2 separate regions of the Macaca mulatta genome follow, and region 1 is linked to region 2. The links are chromatin contacts, called in public Hi-C maps. All regions are on one chromosome and are shown on one strand. Each heading gives the region's core, a stretch centred on a gene start, on an enhancer-like site or on the middle of the called end of the contact. The rest is flanking DNA. Distances are from core to core; before and after follow the strand shown.

Region 1 (2,700 bases), core at 101-2,600, 100 kb after region 2:
TACGCAGTACTGCACTCCCATTTTGCAGAGGGGGGAAGCTAAGGCTCAGGGAGCGCCTCTACCCAAAGCCACATCACTAGCAAGGAGCAGAGCCTGGATCCAAACCCTGGTGTCTCCTCCCAGAAAGCAACTCCTGCCAACAACGCTATGGAGTCAGGGAAGGGGAGAAGAGAAGCTGGGGAAGGACTGCCCAGGTCTCCCGCTGCCCTGCCGCCTGAAGACCCTCGACCAGCCTGGCGGTCTAACCTCCCCTCCCCACAGTGGGAATGACACAGACCACTGAGGTCTCCGTCCAAGAGGAACACAGCCAGCCACAGCGAGGGGAAGGGCCTGAGATGGGGGGCTGGACAGGAAGTGGGCCAGGGAAGTCATGCTAGCTGGTGGGAGCGCAATCCCCGCAATGAGGACAGAGCGCTGGGCCTGGGGCAAGGGTACTGGGGAACCCATGCCAAGGGCAACCTCCACGTGCAACCCCGAGCCCCTACTCACTTAGGCCGCTGTCCACGACCTTTCCCCACCTCAGAGGCACTCATGAAACAAGCAGAAACGCTCCGAAAGTAGCTGCGCCCAGAGAGAGGAAGTGATTTGTCTGAAGGTGACAGAGCCGCAGCCACTCAGACCCAGGCCCATCATCGGCCTCTCCCAGCGGGTCACCAGCATCCGTGGCCTCAGCTCTCGGCTCAGCCACTGCCCTCCCAACCCCACCCCAAGCTCAGACACACCCGGAACAGCGACCACCGCAGAGCATCAGCCCTTACGAAGCCCCGCCCCGCCCGGGCCGCCCAGGTCCCCACAGAAGCAGGCGGGCAGCTGCAGGAGGCGACAGGGCGCCCGGACCCCTGCATTAGCGCCGTCTGCAACGGAAGCTGCACCGGCTCGCTAGCCAAGGCCGGGCCCACTCCCACATACTGCCCGGGTCCCCGACTCTGGGCCCGTGCCCCCTCCGCCCACCCCTGCCGGCCCCCGCTTGGCAAGCTGACCTTGGCCGCCCTGGTGCCAGGGACGACGCCCACAGGCCCCGGCGCCGGGCGGGGGTCGCGGGGCAGGGCGGCTCGGCTCACCTCCTTGAGCTGTTCCATCTCGCCGCGGATAGCCTCATAGTCCACCTCGAGTTCCTCGAACTGCAGCTTGAGCTGGTGCTTCTCCTCGAGCACCGCCAGCCCGTACTCGGCCGCCTGGATCTTCTCACGCGTGGTCTCGGCCAGCTCGTGGGACAGCCGCTTCACCTCGGCGCGCAACCACTCGGGCTGCGCCTCCATCACCAGCCGCGCGTACTCCTCCTCCTCCGACGGCGCCGACATGGTGGCCGAGGGCCGAGCCGGCTCCCACCGAGACTCTCGCAGGCCGGGCCCTCCTCAGCCGCCACCGCCGCCGCTGCTGCCGCCGCCCTGCCCCGACGGCCGCCCGCCCGCCCGCGCCGCCGCACGGCTCCTCCCCTCCGGCGCGCGGGGCCCGCTGGGGGCTGGAGTCCAGCCCGCGCTCCGACTACAAGATCCATCGTGCCCGGCGCCCGCCCGGCCCCCGCCTATGATTGGCCCATGACCTGTGAGGGGCGGGCCCTCGGGCGCAGCCACTGACGCCGATGTCGCCCAGGGGACTGTGGGGACAGTAGTCCCGCTCGCGCACCGACTACAAGGCCCGTCCAGCCCCGCGCCCACCCGTCCCCGGCCATGATTGGCCCGCGCCGTCAGCGTCAGAGCCGGATGCACCGGCGCCTTGCAGTCCCCTGGACGGCGGTCGAGTGGGCGCGGCCCCGCGGCCTTCCCAGCACTCAGAGCCGGGGACACTGCTCAGCCGCCGCGCCTCGCGCTCCCCTGTGCCTCTGGCAGCCGGCGGCCACGCGGGGTGGCAAGACGGCTGCCGGGAGCGCCCCAGGGGAGGCGGGTGCGGGCGGCGGGACTGGGCTCCCGACCCTGGGGCGTACAATGCGGACAGAGCCCAGGCGGCCGCGAGCGAGAAGCGCATCCGAGAGCGCGGGTGAACGGCTGCTGCTGGAAACCTGGGGACGGTGTGACGCATGCTCTGTGCAGACGTCTGGGGGCGGGAGGAGGACGGGCCAGCAGGGGGCGCCCAGGGGCCAGCGGGAACCTCAGCGCTGCCCCTCAGTCCTTCAAGGTCTATTTCTTGGAAATAAAGACATTTCCATTAATACAGGGTCATAAACGTGGTAAATACAATTGTTGTCTCCGCATCTATTTTTAGGCCTGACTTAAGTTGTTTGAAAGCCAGTCGTACCCTTCGCCTTGGCGTAGGTAACACTTCTCCTCCGTATGTGGTGATGTGTGAGATAGCCCGTTTATTCCTTATCTCATTGACCTATAGCGCAACACACCCCACAGCTGCTGACCGCCATAGCACCTAATGGCCAGTATCGGGGTACTGCAAATGAGTTCACCCTTCCCTCGTGTTTTCTTTAACCAGTTCACAGCCCCCAAGGGAAATCCTAAAGGATGATTCCCAAGGACCCTAGCACAGGCATAGTCCCTTCCTTCCCACCGTCTCTCACTGCCCCTCCCCACCTGCTTGTCCGCCTCCCTTAGGCGTCCCTAACCTCTCCGGGACCTAACAATAATAAATTTCCTCTGTTTTGTGCCTTTTCATTTAACTTCCTCATTGTAGCTCACCAGGCCCCCACACCCATTCGGTTCTCCTAGAGAGTGGCTATCTTGGCTTATGGTCACTCTCAAGACCAAATTAGAA
Region 2 (2,700 bases), core at 51-2,550:
TTTGCAGCTTACACTACAGCTGACCAATGCATCCAGCATAGGAACAACAGAAGCAAGGCAGGACTCCACTGCCTACAGCATCCCTGACAAGCTGTTGGACTGGGGTAGTGCCGTCAGCCTCTCTTATTTTCACTTTATCTATCTGTCCAAGGGGATGATAATTATCACTTGCTAAGCATAACTTGATGGGTTCCTGCATAACTGATCTTTCCAACAATCCCACAAAGTGAATTCTATTAGTAGTTCCACTTCACAAATGTCAACACTGAGCCTCCACCAGGCAGTGGTAGAACTGAGATTCCTGTGCCTTTAACACCCATGCTCTAACTCCTCCCTACAGGACACCTATCCTCGCCTCCCTCACACCCCTCCCCCCTTCCAGCCGGCCACATTCCTGCGTGCTTGTACCAGACAGCAAAAGGTCAAAGAGATCTGGGCCCTCACACAGACCCACATCCTTCACTCTTGGATTCACCTTTGCGAGATCTTACTGCAGTTTCTAAAACTCACCCTCATTGAATTCAGGTGAAACCCTTCAAATTCTAAAAGGTTGAGAAGGGACCTGTGGGTAACATCCCCTTACTATTAACAGCACAGCAATTCCGTAGTCTCACGAGGCCGAACTCTTTTGGTGCTGAGAGTAACAGCACTGTGGGCACTCTGCTTCTTCCTCCAGTGCTGGCGGGGCCCTCTGTCCCAGCTAAGCCTCCGCCCCACTGCGGCCTGGCAGTCCGGCGGGCATCCAGGCGGGAGGCGGCACCGCGTGAGGCTGAGAGCGGCACCGACGGGGCGTGGAGGGGGCCGTGGAACTGACTCTGACGGGGAACGGGAATACTGAGGGAACGAGAGACCGGCCAGGAGAGGGATCTGGGGGAATAGGAGACTGACCCAGTAGAGAGGAGATATTGGGTGATGAGGAACCTACGGGGTAGGGGGGAATTCCGGAGACCGGCCGGGGAGGAGGAAGGTACCAGGAGGACGTCGAACCGACCATGCTGGGGAAACGGATACTGGGGGCGGGATGATACCGGCCGTCGGAGTGAGGTACCGGACCTGCGCCGCACGTCCGCCGCTCACCTGCGCGTGGGCCACCACCAGGCTCTTATTGCCTTCTCCGTGGTACCCCCATTCATTCTCGTCCATCTTCCCCTCTTCCATGCCCAGGCGCAGCCCTGGCGCCTCGCGGGCTGGGACGCGGGGACGCGAGCTGGGGGCCGCCCGCCTCGCTGGGCACCAGCCACTGCCGTCGGGGGAGGAGCGCCTGTCAGCTGCCGCCCCCGCTCGACCCTGCGGCGGCTACTAGCAAGCTGCGGCCGCCGGAAGCCACGCCCCCGGCGCCTGCCATGACGGAGTCGGGCAACTTCCGGGTTCGTGACCACTTTCCTTACATTGATCGCGACGGTGGATGGGCCGGCGGCCATTTTAGGTACTGGCAGAGTGACTCATTTCCGGAACGCGGTCTTGGGAACCGGAAGAGAAGCTTCCGGCCTCGGCGCCGGATGTGTAGCTGGCGGGAGAAGCCGGCGGCTTTTCGGCGCCCGGTAGTGACCGGCTCTGCCCGGGTGGCCTGGTTGTCTGGGTCTCGGGACCGCTTAGTCGCGGGACCCCAGCAAAGCTCTTGGGGTCTCTGAGTCTCAGCTTTTTCTTCTGTAGAATAGGGTGTTAACTCATCGTACATGTCACGGGGATACCCAACGCAGTCATTTCGATGGTCCTGCGAGGTAGACAACATTGTCCAACATTCCACGCGAGGAAACGTGGCTTGGCGACACGACTGGACTCCCCAGCCCCGCTTTTGCCCGAAGACTTCGAGGGACGCAGTTGGAGCGCGAGGCTCCTGCTTGGCGGTGAGGCAGAGGACCGACGACCGTCCTGCTCCTAAATTCACTGATGCGGCGGCAAGAATGGCACCGCTTCATAAAGCTACCGCGTTTCCCAAACTCTTAGTCTCAGGACCATTTTATACTCATAAACATGAAGCCCCCAAGCTTTTGCTTATGGGGGTTACAGCTATCAATGTTACCACATTGTAAGTTAAAATGCTTTAAAGTTTGTTGTTTGTTTCGTTTAAAAGTAAACAGCCGGGCGCGGTAGCTCACGCCTGTAATCCCAGCACTTTGGGAGGCCGAGGCGGGCGGATCACTTGAGGTCAGGAGTTCGAGACCAGCCTAGCCAACATGGTGAAACCCTGCCTCTACTAAAAATACAAAAATTAGCCGGGTGTGTTGGCGCACGCCTGTAATCCCAGCTACTCAGGAGGCTGAGGCAAGAGAATCACTTGAACCCAGGAAGCGGAGGTTGCGGTAAGCCAACGTGGCACCACTGCACTCCAGCCTGGGCAACAGAGTGAGACTCCGTCTCAAAAAAAAAAATAAAATAAACATTACATTCCCCGCCCACCACCAAAATAAAGGAGTGGTACTGTTTTACACTTTTGTGAATCTTTTTAAAATCTGATCTAATAGGTTGTCACATGTGCTTCAGCATTCGGTCTGCTGCAATATATTGCATTGGTTGACATATACATTGTAAAGAACATCTACAGTTATGTAGTTCAAAAAGAGAGGACCTGCAGACCCAACTTTGAGAACGGCTGGGCACCTTGCCAGGCCTTGGGAATTGTAGTGAAATCAGGCCAGTGACTCAGGAAAATGAGCTGAAGGCTTTGAGCATCTCTTTCCCCCATTTTAGGCCTCAAAA

What was found. Hi-C and Micro-C count contacts between places; a contact is called where the count stands out from the background.
Region 1: a contact with region 2 is called in a Hi-C map of liver, with 3 times the contacts expected there. The contact joins the promoter of BICD2 here to the promoter of IPPK in region 2. A contact is called at or near these places in 5 of 14 Hi-C or Micro-C datasets (CD4 T cells, cortical neurons, fetal cortex germinal zone and 2 more).

What each region holds. Positions count from the first base shown.
Region 1 is chr15:123,478,784-123,481,483 of T2T-MMU8v2.0, forward strand. It overlaps BICD2 (BICD cargo adaptor 2), which reads right to left and starts at 1,351. Exons shown (of 7, transcript NM_001257956.1): 1 at 1,062-1,351. The coding sequence starts at 1,301. The region is part of intron 1 of SUSD3 (sushi domain containing 3); the gene reads left to right.
Region 2 is chr15:123,378,114-123,380,813 of T2T-MMU8v2.0, forward strand. It overlaps IPPK (inositol-pentakisphosphate 2-kinase), which reads right to left and starts at 1,301. Exons shown (of 13, transcript XM_077966343.1): 1 at 1,078-1,301. The coding sequence starts at 1,158. The region is part of intron 1 of SUSD3 (sushi domain containing 3); the gene reads left to right.